Regions from separate parts of the Zea mays genome. Here region 2 is linked to region 1. The links are chromatin contacts, called in public Hi-C maps. All regions are on one chromosome and are shown on one strand. Each heading gives the region's core, a stretch centred on a gene start, on an enhancer-like site or on the middle of the called end of the contact. The rest is flanking DNA. Distances are from core to core; before and after follow the strand shown. Region 1 holds the start of LOC100280736 (heat shock factor protein HSF30). Region 2 holds the start of LOC103643556 (forkhead box protein L2).

The links. A called contact is a pair of places that touch in the nucleus more often than the background predicts.
Region 2: a Hi-C map of tassel shows a contact between it and region 1, with 2.4 times the contacts expected there. The contact joins the promoter of LOC103643556 here to the promoter of LOC100280736 in region 1. A contact is called at or near these places in 2 of 25 Hi-C or Micro-C datasets (ear and tassel).

What each region holds. Positions count from the first base shown.
Region 1 is chr1:245,253,870-245,259,694 of Zm-B73-REFERENCE-NAM-5.0, reverse strand. LOC100280736 (heat shock factor protein HSF30) reads left to right here and starts at 1,726. Exons shown (of 5, transcript NM_001153656.2): 1 at 1,726-2,274; 2 at 3,495-4,334; 3 at 4,420-4,449; 4 at 4,566-4,654; 5 at 4,749-5,110. The coding sequence starts at 1,963. The coding sequence ends at 4,256.
Region 2 is chr1:245,531,541-245,538,081 of Zm-B73-REFERENCE-NAM-5.0, reverse strand. It overlaps LOC103643556 (forkhead box protein L2), which reads left to right and starts at 3,384. Exons shown (of 5, transcript XM_008666725.3): 1 at 3,384-3,837; 2 at 3,964-4,026; 3 at 4,131-4,259; 4 at 4,531-4,662; 5 at 4,856-4,932. The coding sequence starts at 3,582. The coding sequence ends at 4,932.

The sequences.
Region 1 (5,825 bases), core at 477-2,976:
TACATGAAAATTTTGTTGCGGCACACTCTATATAAAAATCCTAGGTCCGCACTGGCTACTGGTGGAGTAGTACAAATGGTTCATATGGTCTTGATGCTAAGCGTCAGAGAAACAATAAACTAGCTTTACTATGAGGGTATATGAGGCTGCCATTTATGAGATAAATTTATGGGCAAAATAATGAGTAATAAGATTGTCACGACGGAAGAAACTTAACTTGTTTAATTATTATTTAGTAGGTAATACCGCCTATGTAAAATAGTGTTATTATTTTATACTAATGGCGGTAAATAAATTTTATTTAGTGGTGAAATTTAGGATTCTATAATACCTTAGTCCAAAACTACTTCACATCACGTGAACTACAAATATTAACACTAGCATACACATTAGTTTAGAGGTTATGTTGATTATCAAACCCTAAAATCATTTAGTCATATATACCGAGGTCCATTTTTCTTACACCTCCGAACAGACTTCTTTGCTTCTGCTGGCAGGGCGAAGCCCGACCTTATTTTGGGGTCAGCTGACCCTGGTAATTTCTAAATATCTAATAGAAAAAACGGTGTTAAGAGCAACTCCAATAGTTATGTAAATTTTAGCTCTCTAAATCATAGATTTAAGAAGTTGCTAAATAACTTTGGGAGTAAAAAATGCGAGTTCTCCAATAGTTCTCTAAATATAGGTTGTAGTTTTGTTTTGTATCTATCCACATAAAAAATAAAGTCACAAATGTCATCAATTATCTTCATTATCTACATAATGCAGTAAACATTTTTGTTTAGAGAGTTGCTAAATGGTTGCCAAATGTAGAGAGTAAATAAGGTTAGATGAGAAGTTGTTAAATTTAGAAAGTTTATTTAGAGAACTGTTGGAGATGAGTTTTTGTGTTAACTACTTAAATTGTTGATTTAAGAAGTCTATAAGAAAACTACTGAAGTTGCTCTAATAACAAGAATTTTATAGTGAAGATCCAAAAGATAATACTGATGACCCTGATAAAATATTTGCTTAGCGAAGCTGGAGATGTATAAATATATGCACTGATCATCAGAAGGAAATACAGAGAACATAGTTTATTTGCGTCATTTTATCTAACAATAAGCTGAAGGAAGTGTTCGTTTGCCTACCAAATAAATACGAAAACAAAGAAAAGAAATAAAAATCGCAACAATTTGATGGACATAAGCCTACCTTTTATGTGATACTCCGGCCCCTGTTTGCGCCAAAAAAGAAAACTTCTATGTAACTATACAAAGCTTTAACTGCCGGCAAAACGATCTTTGCTACAATGATTCACACTTGGCTACTGAATCCACCGTGAACGCGTAAAGAAAGGACGACACGCGTCGCCACGATCACAAAGAAAAATATCTAGTGTACTGCCTCCTGAAGGAATCTTTGCCGATTTGGTACCCGAATGTGCTGTTATTAAAATAGAATAAACTTTCCTGACAATGGGCAGGGCCGATGCGTCGTGGGCCTCCGCTCTCGCCTAGTAGTCCACCACGCGGCCACTTGCACCGCCGTGAATCGTGATCGTGCTCTTCTCGCCCGCCCGGTCTTGTCTCTCCTCTCCAGAACCTTCCAACGGCAGAGTGCTCGCCGCGTGGTCTAGAACCTTCCACAAGCCTCGCGACGTGTCTCGACGCGCCGGTACGGCGGTGGGGGTATTTAGGGGTCCGGCCACCGGCCACCGCCCGCCCTTCTCCCGATTTCACCGACCATTTTTCCCCATTTCACAGCGGGCGAATATCTCTCATCTCCCCCATCCTCTTTCCTGCAACAACTCCTACCCACCCGACAGAAATATCCTAAGCGCTGACCCGAATACCCGATTCGCTCCTCGTCCGGTCGATTCCTGCTCCTAATCGCTCGAATCGAGTCCTTGCCCCGTGTTCCGTGCCACAATCTGGGCGCTTGGCTCCCGCGAGCCGGGGTTCTTGGGCCTGGGCGGAGGCCATGGACAAGCCGGTGGCGCCGGGCATTATCAAGGAGGAGCTCCTGGAGCAGCAGCCGCCGACGCAGGACGGTGTGGGTGGCGGCGGGGATGCGCCGCGCCCGATGGAGGGGCTGCACGAGGTGGGTCCCCCGCCTTTCCTCACCAAGACGTTCGACCTTGTGGAGGACCCGGCCACCGACGCCGTCCTCTCCTGGAGCCGCGCCGGCAACAGCTTCATCGTCTGGGACCCGCACGTCTTCGCCGACGGGCTGCTCCCGCGCCTCTTCAAGCACAGTAACTTCTCCAGCTTCGTGCGCCAGCTCAACACCTATGTGAGTCGGCAAAACCCAAACCCCCCTTCTTCCTTTCCTTTGAAATAATCCTTCTCTTGGTCAGGGCTTGCTAATGGTAATTTGCGTTTGGTTGCAATTGCAAGCTGCTTTATTCGGCGGAGAGCATCCGAATCCTCTGCAATATTACTTGTATATTAAACTAGTTTGCAATGTTAGGACAGGAAAATCTGTTGTGCACTTGTTCTTCACTAAAGTTTTAGGTGATGTAACACTGTTGTGAGGCATTGTTGTGATTTGGTGCATTTTTTATTGTTGATTTTAGGCAGCTGGTTCCCCAATGAGATCGAGGATGCCTGGCTAAGATATGAAGAGACATAGGGCTGGTTTGGTGACAAAGGAATTGAAGGGGATCTATAGGAAGAAAATCCCTTGCTTTACTTTGTCACCAAATCAGCCCTTTGCCTTGTTTGGATACTCTAGTATTCCCCCTAATTCACATGTGTTGAGATATATTGGGGTGTAAATTAGTTTAATTTATACTCTAATAAACCTCAACACACGTGGATTGCGGTGAATACTAGAGTATCCAAATAAGGCCTAAGGGGTATTAACCCCCTCCCCCCCAAAAAAAAGTCCTGGGAATCTATTTACTGATTTCACTTATATAGGTGTAGTGTTAGGAAACATTTTAGCGTCGGAAAACAAGATTTTGAAGCAATTAAGTGATTTTGTATTTTGTGCTCTTTGAGGTTGTGGAAAACAAGACTCGAAGTGGTTGAAGTGATTCTGACCAGACCTACTGCATTATGTTTTGAGCATATCTGGTCGTGTAGTGGGTTTATGGCAGTAGGGATTCAGTGCTATCGTTTTCACTCATTAGCGCATTTGATTGTAAACAAATACATCCTTGAAAGTGTTTATGATACATTCTCCGGTGAACCTCATCTTCAGGTGAGGCAAAGAGAGGGGAGATTAACTCTCCCAGCAAATTTATAATCCTGACATGGTTTCTTGAACTTTTTTATTGTAGCTAGATGGAACAAGATACTGGATGAAGTACCAAGAATCAGATTGTTTTGTTCTAGAAGACTCTACTGACCACCTTCACATGCTATAGTATATTGCTGGCCTATCATTATCCCTGTTATTGCAGATATAAATATACAAAAGCTGAAATTTACAGAGAACCTCATCCAAGCGAACATAATGCCTTATGACTGACCTGCTGATGACCATTTCTGGTCTATTGCAACCTGCAGGGCTTCAGAAAGGTTGATCCTGACAGGTGGGAGTTTGCAAATGAAGGTTTCCTCAGAGGTCAAAGGCACCTGCTGAAGATGATAAAGAGAAGGAAGCCACCATCAGCTGTGGCACCATTGCGACAGCAACGTGCCCCTGCTTCTTGCCTGGAGGTTGGTGAGTTTGGATTTGAGGAGGAGATTGATAGGCTGAAGCGTGACAAGAACATTTTAATCACAGAAGTAGTAAAACTAAGGCAGGAGCAGCAAAGTACTAAAGATCATGTGAGAGCCATGGAGGAAAGGCTACGAGTGGCTGAACAGAAGCAGGTACAGATGATGGGGTTCTTGGCAAGAGCAATGCGGAACCCAGAGTTCTTCCAGCAGTTGGCCCAGCAGCAAGACAAGAGGAAGGAGCTCGAGGATACCATCTCAAAGAAAAGAAGGCGGCCCATTGACAACACACCATTCTACAGTGATGGGGAAAGCGAACAGCTTGATTCACAGTTGAAAATGTTCGAGTCAGGTGTTCTCAATGGGCTCAATGAACCTGAGCTGGAGAATTTAGCAGTGAACATTCAGGAGCTTGGGAAGGGAAGCATAGATGATGGGAACTTGACTCAAGTTAGTGACCAGTCAGAGCTGAACGACGACTTCTGGGCAGAGCTTTTGGTCGAAGATTTTGGAGACAAGGCAGGACAGCCAGAGTTGGAGGGAAGAACTGAAGACGTGAATGACCTTGCTCAACAACTGGGGTATCTGAGTTCTTCTAGCCCAAAATAGAGCCAGTTCCTAATGGTTGCCCCCACAATCACTGGTGCTTTCCCTACCCTACTGTTGCAGACCATCCTGATCAAACCGGTACTTTTCAAATTCAATTCAATGACACAAACCTGTTAAAATCTGGTAACATTTTCATTCCATTTCTTTTATATTGCTGGATTAGCCAGGAATGATGATGGATCTGGCAGACAAGGTTTGACGACCCATCCTTCTAACCATATCCATTATGTTTGCGCAGTTGCATCTTCAGATTTGCCCTCATCTTTTCTTCTTCTTCTTCTGAAACATTCTAAATTGCTCCTTATCCAGTTGACTGGTGGTGGAGAGGTGTTCATACTGAAGGCGTGCTGTGGAGAGGTCACTGCCTTGACGTTGAAGGCTTAGCGCTGTACTCTGCTGTAAGTATTCAGCGCTCTGCAAAGGAGTACTATCCTATGTTCGCATATGTGCTCTGCCATGTGTTCTGATATTCGGATTCTGTGATGGATGCAGGTGGGAGTTACGTGTGGGGTGTTGGCTAAATGTCTCTTCCGGCGTCTTCTGGCAAAATGATCTCGTGGACGGTGACTGGCAAAGATGCCTAGGGGCCAACGTATACGTACACAGCTGTTATCAGATCTTGTTCAAAGTCATTGCGCGGTTTTGACGGTGCTATGTATCGATCAGGGTTCTGGCCTTCTGGGGTTGGGTTGTAGAATTGACTGGCTGATCTAGTGTTCTCCATGTATGACTGGTGTAACCTTAAAACACCCTCAGCTTGTTGTTGAACTGTGACAAGCATCTCGTTTTTTTGTTGTACTCCATTTTCATCATCATTGTACATCAAATTGCTGAATTATGAACAGATCCCTAATAATTTGGTGGACTGCGTCTTGGCATTTGGCTACGGCCCAGCTTGCAGTGTAGTTGATACATGCTTTTGTTGAAGCTCTTGCCATAGGTTGGGCGCCCACAGTACGCCTTCTGCATGTGCACTGTCACAGTTGGCTAGTGTGCAGCGATGGTTAGCTCACCGTAGTGGATCGAGGTAGTTCGGTGATGTTGAAAGCTCTGTGCATCCGGATTCCCTCGCAGGCCACTAGTTGAGGTAGCGATAAAAAAAAGCATGTTCAATGTCAGAGATGTGGACAGCGTTGGGATATGTAATTCATTAAGAGAAAGGGCAAAGATACAGAAATACATACACGCTACTAGTTTTGTATGGTAACAAATGTAAAGGAGTCATGTGTCGAGGCTAAACAGGATGACATCCTTTTTTTCTGTGTGCGATTCCAAATGGCAATGTGAGCACGACAGTGAAGAAGACCTCTGGCGGAGAAAATGGGAGGACATGCATCAGAACTCAAAAAATATTAACAAGTCTCACCTACTATCTTCCCACCAGTCCACCACTTCATTAGTGCACTGCCACCCCCGCACCCCCTCCAAAAAAATAAAAAGAAGAAAAAATAAACAAAAAAATAGTTTGTCAGAACCAAATATATACAGCACCACACAAGCCAAATGCGCTGAAATTTGGACTCATGGACAGGTGATCCGCCAGTAACTGACTGAAGTTTACTAGATACC
Region 2 (6,541 bases), core at 2,135-4,634, 280 kb before region 1:
CAGCAAGGTCCCGACAGCCCCGACAGCTGTGCTTCTACAGGGTTTAAGCGCTCCTCCGACGGCCACGACATCACATGAACAGGACACCAACACCTCTCCGACAGCCACGTCGGCATGTACATAGGACTCTGGCTCCTCTCTGCCGGACACGTTAGCACGCTGCTACACCCTGGGCCCTCTCCTTACGTCTATAAAAGGAAGGTCCAGGGCCCTCGTACGAGAGGGTGGCCGCGCGGGAGGACGGGCTGACGAACAAGGCTCTCTCTCTCCCTCGCGAACGCTTGTAACCCCCTACTGCAAGCGCATCCGCCCTGGGCGCAGGACAACACGAGCCGTGGTTCCCCTTATTGTTCCCCCTTGTGTTCCGTCTCGCGCCGACCCATCTGGGCTGGGACACGCAGCGACAATTTACTCGTCGGTCCAGGGACCCCCCAGGGTCGAAACGCCGACAATAGGATACCCCTTCAGCTATTTAATGTGAGTTGTAGATAGAAGATTCGAGGGTTCGGGCTCCATCGCGTTAAAGTCGCCGTACACTTTTTATTAAAGAGACCATGGGGTATTGGGAAATAAACCTACAATCTTGTTGCTATTCAAAAGTAATTACAAACGGGTCTAAATGTTTATAAATTAAACCCTAAGTTTTTCCAAAACTGAACCCATAGTCCTAGCTACGGTATTTTACTTAGAGACGCCACAATCTACAAGGTAAATTGTGTAGAGGTCCCTAGTCTTTGCAAAATAGCCCCTAGAACATGATTTTTAATATACAAATAACATTGTATAATTCACATCTTTCACATTTTAACTCTAGTTTTAGTTGTTCTCGAGCCTACAAAATTGTCTCGATGCGTAGAATCATTTTATGCAGTTTGTTTCTCTGTTTGTTGTAATGTTATTTTTGTTTCTACTTAATTTTTGTATCGCTACAAATAGCTGAGCAAGTATACAAGGGATTTGATGCTCAGCAAGTTGAAGAGTCTAAGTAGGAGCTCATAGTAGAAGGCAAGTAGTGTCCTTGATCACATTTCTTTGATCTAGTAATATTTACTACTATTATGTTCCCACTTATGCATGCACATTTAGGTTAAATTGATGGAAACCTAATAGGTTATACCTAGTTTGTTTTATCCTATACTTTGTTATTACCTGGTTTTACTTATTATTGGGTAGACTTACTATTGCTCTACTTGGTTATGGGATAATGTTATATATGAAAAACTGAACATGATTTGTTATTGGTTTACTAAATATGCATGATAAGGTCATTTTATTTAATTGGAACATGGAGTGCCAATCCAGGAAAACGATGCAACTATAGGACTATTATAGCTCTGGTCTTGGCTAATTAATTAGGGAAGCTAGTGTGTGAGAATTTTACCCAAAATGGGTAAGTGAGGAGGAGTTGCTCATGTATAGTGTCAGTCTGATTATGCTGTGATGGCTTTTCAAACCCAGGAAGACCTATTCCACCTAAGTTTGAAACTGTAGTGGGGTTTCCTATACTAGTGGATCTTTGTAAAGGCCTCGTAGTGTATCACTTGTCATTCACCTTAGAAGTGTATATGACTCTAGCTAACCTAGGCTATAAGGGATACACGACTTGATGGTAAATAGTGCGACCTTCGTAGAGTGTAAAACTGATATATCAGTTGTGCTCATGGTCAAGAGCGGCTTAGGCCTCTCACATGATTAATATATGGAAGTAAATTCTATCTTGACATATATGTGGTTGGTTTATGAGTAACCTTTTAGTTATTACCATTTAGGCCTTGTTCGGTTATTCCAATCTCATGTGGATTGGATGTGATTGACAAAGATTTTGACTTGTTTAGAATTTGAACCCACTCAATCCCACCCAATCCACATGGATTGAGAGCAAAACGAACAAGCCCTTATTGGGTTAGTGTATACTTATACTTAGTAATTATTAATAAAAATTTGACCAACTTAATTAAAAGCTAATGTTTAGCCTCAGACTATTCCTTGATAAACCTTACATTATACTTTTTTCTTACACGCTTGTTGACTACCCACCGTAAATATACTCACTCTTGCTTTATCAACCACTCAGGCTAGAGGTTCAGAGAAGGACTATTACAACAAGTTCGCAGAGCTCTAACCTATCGTCTCCTAGCAGTCAACTATGTCAGTGGGGAGAGACCTATGTTGATTTAGTTTATTTTATTGAGTTGTTATTTAGATAATTCGTAAAAAACATTTTATTATGTAATAAAGTTGTGATATTGGTTTCTATACACTGAGTCATCGTATGTATGAATCTTGATTCTGTCACACATATGAGATATATCTGCATTTGCCCTAAAATTCTGGTACGACAAGAACTTTCCTCAATAACTTTTGCCACAGACATCTTTAGCTCTTGCCTCTCTTAAACATCTAAAAATTCAATAAGGTCGATAATACCAAACTCTTGTCTTTATGTTTTAGGGAAGTAGCAAAATTTGTCGAAGTCTATAGCAACTTAGCAATGATGTATAAGATTCAGGGACCATACGCGTGTGACATGTCTTCGTTCTTTTCTCAACAACTTAAGATAGATAAATAAGATTTAACCATATAAGCTATATCAATACCCTGATAACATTTTGTACCGTATTATTAGTCTATATTACATAGCTTATCTGTTAAGATTCCTTAAAATTTGATCAAATGTTTATATGGGCCAACACTACAGTATAACTCTATGTCTGACGGCTGCCTTGGAGGCCGTCGGACCTTTGCCATTTACCTCTAGTGCAAAGCTATATATAAAAACACTAACAGATGTCTTGTATATGTGCGTCCAAATGATGAGAAGTCATAGGGCCCGTTTGTTTCGGTTTCTGGCAGCGTCTGGCCACCAAAAGCTGCTGCGGACTGCCAAACGCTCAGCTTTTCAGTCAGCTTCTATAAATTTCGTTGGAGCAAAAACCAGGCCTGTTTGTTTCGGTTTCTGGCAGCGTCTGGCCACCAAAAGCTGCTGCGGACTGCTAAACGCTCAGTTTTTCAGTCAGCTTCTATAAATTTCGTTGGAGCAAAAACCATCTAAAATCAACATAAACACATAATCGGTTGAGTCGTTGTAATAGTAGGAATCCGTTACTTTCTAGTTCCTGAGCCCTATGAACATTTTATCTTCCTTCACACGTAATTGTAATGATACTTAGATTCTTTCCGCAGCCAGATTCTTTCTACAGCTAGATTTTCAAAAAAGCTGGTAAAAAAAGCTGAACCAAACCGGCTCATAAACAGCTAGCCGCGTACTACGATTAGTTTGGGTTCTTGCGAACAAACAAACTACGGTCGAGGTCAGCAGGGGTGATAAAACTTAGGACCGCACCGCTCGATCGGTGTATGGACGGAGGGGAGGAAACAAAGGGAAAATACGCCTTGCCAGCTCCGAGACCTCGCCTAGCAACGGTCCGGCCGCTTCCGTTCCATCCGAGGCTAGCGATGGACGGCGAACATTTGACATGTCCCAGCCGTGTCCTCGCCTCCTTGGGACGAGCCCACAGCCCAGCGACGTGCGCGCGTGCGTCACGGTAGGCCGGAGAAGGGGGAGAACCATAAGGTAGAAGATGAGTGAGCTAGCGAGATGCTCGGCCGCGCGGCTGCTGCTGCTGCTTCCCGTAGTCTTCCTAGTCCTAGCTCTGCTCGGCGGCGCCCGCCACGCAGGGGGCGCCTCGGTCTGCGACACGGCCAACTGCGGCAAGGGAAACTGCAGCGAGACGCCGGCTCCGGCCCTTCTTCCTCCCGGCTACGAGTGCAACTGCGACCCTGGCTGGTCCCATGTTTTGGAGCTCATTCCCTTCTCACCCTGCATCGTCCCCAACTGTAACTGTTGATTCCTTCCCTCTCTTCTCTCTGCCACTACATGTGTATACACAGTATGCTGGTTGCTTTATTACGTAGCTAGGTCACGTCATGCATGTGTGTTCGTTCTTATTATGATCGATGCAGGTTCCTTCGACAGCGCCTGCTTGAAGTTAAACCTCAGCCAGACGCCAGCGCCACCCACGGATGGTAAGCCGTGCTAAGTCGCCCCACTTCCCGTATCGAGCATGGGTCATCATCTTATTCACATTGCGTTGCTGGATCTATCTCGTTGGGTGCGCGGGCGCGGGCAGTCTGCGCCGTCGTGAGCTGCGGAGCTGGCGGCGCGTGCAAGGCGGGCGCCGCCCCGTTCAGCTACAGCTGCGAGTGCCGGCCGGGCTACGCCAACCTGCTCAACCTCACCGCGCTCCCCTGCGTCAACTGTATGACACAGCTTCTTCGTTTCTACTCCATCCGCTAGCTGCTAAAATAAATGTCTCTACAACATTATCTATTCAAACTTGACTAGATTTATAAAAAAATATGAACAAACCCTAAATTTTAAAATATGTTTACTATGAAATAGATTCCACGATCATTCCAATAAAACTAATTGTAACTTGTATACAAGTACCAATTATTTAGCTCTTGACTTTTCTTTCCTTTATTAAATATAAAAAATTGCTTAAGATTTGCCTCAAAAAATATTAACAGGTTTCCTCGGCAGCGAGTGCTACGACCTGGGACTCGGCCCCCCGCCGCCCGCGCCGGCGCCGCTTCCGGCTCCAGCTCCATCCGGTGACCATGGCCCGGCGGGGCCATCACCTCCTCCCTCCGGCACAAAAGGCAATAATGCAACTGAAGTTTCACCACTTCTCTTTATTTAAAAAAAATAAAATAACGCCGGGCCTTCTTGGCTGTGGCGTTCACTGCACCGACAGTTGTGCACGCAAACTACAGACGTACTGTCCGTACGTACGTTGTCGATGACCCCGAGAGTGCCTGATTCTTTGCTGCCACCACTTCTGTGCATTTCCAGGCTCTGTTTCGACGCCGAGTCCTGTGCAGCTGCTACTGCTACTGCTGGTCTCCGTTGCTACGGTTCAGGTCGTGTGATCACGCTACGTCCCCCGAAGGTGCGGCGGCCGGTGCAGGGCAAGCCTGCATTTCCCCACGAATTTTGCTGCCAAACAGAAGATCAACCAACTGTGCGTCGTCACCCTTTTCTCCGTCATTAACAGAAGCAACAGAAAATTGTAATACCAGAATTTATGTAAAGTTGCGGTGCTAGCTATTTTTATATATACAGTACAAATAAATTCTAAAGTACTTCCTCCGTGTTGTCGAGGTTAAAAACATTCATACGTAGGATGATGAATATAGACATATATACAAACTACATTCATAAGTTCATTAATGAATGTATATTTAATTTTAAACAAATTATATTTTAGAACGGAGGGAGTATATAAAGAATGAGAGAGTACAGAGCCTACCTTGATTTGCGCAAGCTAGCCCATTGAAAACCCATACACTCGAGGAAGGAGTCAAGCGTCCATATTGTCGAGGTTAAAACCCCAGGCCCAATGCCCATGGGTCACGATGAGTAAAATTGCTCAAAAAGGCTTGAACGAGGCCCAACTAACACTCAAGCATGGGCATACTGTTGTCAACTTGCGGGGTGACATCCACCTCTAGCCCTAGCACAAAGTAGGGGCACCTAGGCAGGGGCGAAGCCAGGATCCAAAATTAGGGGGGCCAAATTAGATTAGGGGAGCTGTTAGAAGCATTTACATGAGAATTAGCTTAAAAACTAACATCTCTTATAGAATTAGGGGAGCATTAGGGGGGACATTGCCTCCCTGTCGTCGCCCCTGCACCTAGGGGTCAGACGAGACGGAAGAGGGTCGAGTGAATTGCACCGAGGCTAAAGAGGTTGGCCAAATCGAACATGGGCGGGCGAACCACACACAATTCAAGGGACGAACGTGCGAGGCTTACCGCTCTGTACTCAGCCCCCATCATCACAATAGTCATCGCAACATGGAGAATAATGGAGGACATCCTGTTACGTCTAAATCAACTATAAGCATCCACTCCGCTCGTAAAGGTATGGGAAATGATGATATGGACAGACTACGGGGCACGATGAACCGATTGATAATGGCGGTACGAAAATACCATTGGTATGTTGGTCCATCCCAGAGGTGGGAATCACCGCCACAGGCGACACTATACTACCAACTCTGTCAAAGGCCCTCTGCCTGATCTAGTGACAGACGCTGCTACGGATCACTGTGCCCCAACGAGTTGCATGCAACCCCTTCGGTCAAGACAAGTCTGGAAGGTCATGGCTACAGGGGAACAGACGAGGAGGAGGAAGGACATCAGTAGAATGGAGCACGACCACCCATCCCATAGATTTCATCTTTCTTTCTTCTTCTTGATTGTAATTGACCCATCCCTTGGCATATAAAAGAGAGGAAAGGCCCCACACTAGGGAGAGGAAAGGTCATGATATTGGATGTTGTGCATACATGCAAATATGTGTTTTGATATTGATGTTGTTGGGGGCCCTCTTTGACCGAAGCTCCTTAAAACATTAACTTATCAATTATTCCTGAGTCTGTTTCAGGTATAACAGGGTAATTGCCGAAGGACACCTTCATTTGGAGACGGTGTGCGGTCATCACAATTGCAAAGTTGAAGCTACAAGCTTGAGTTC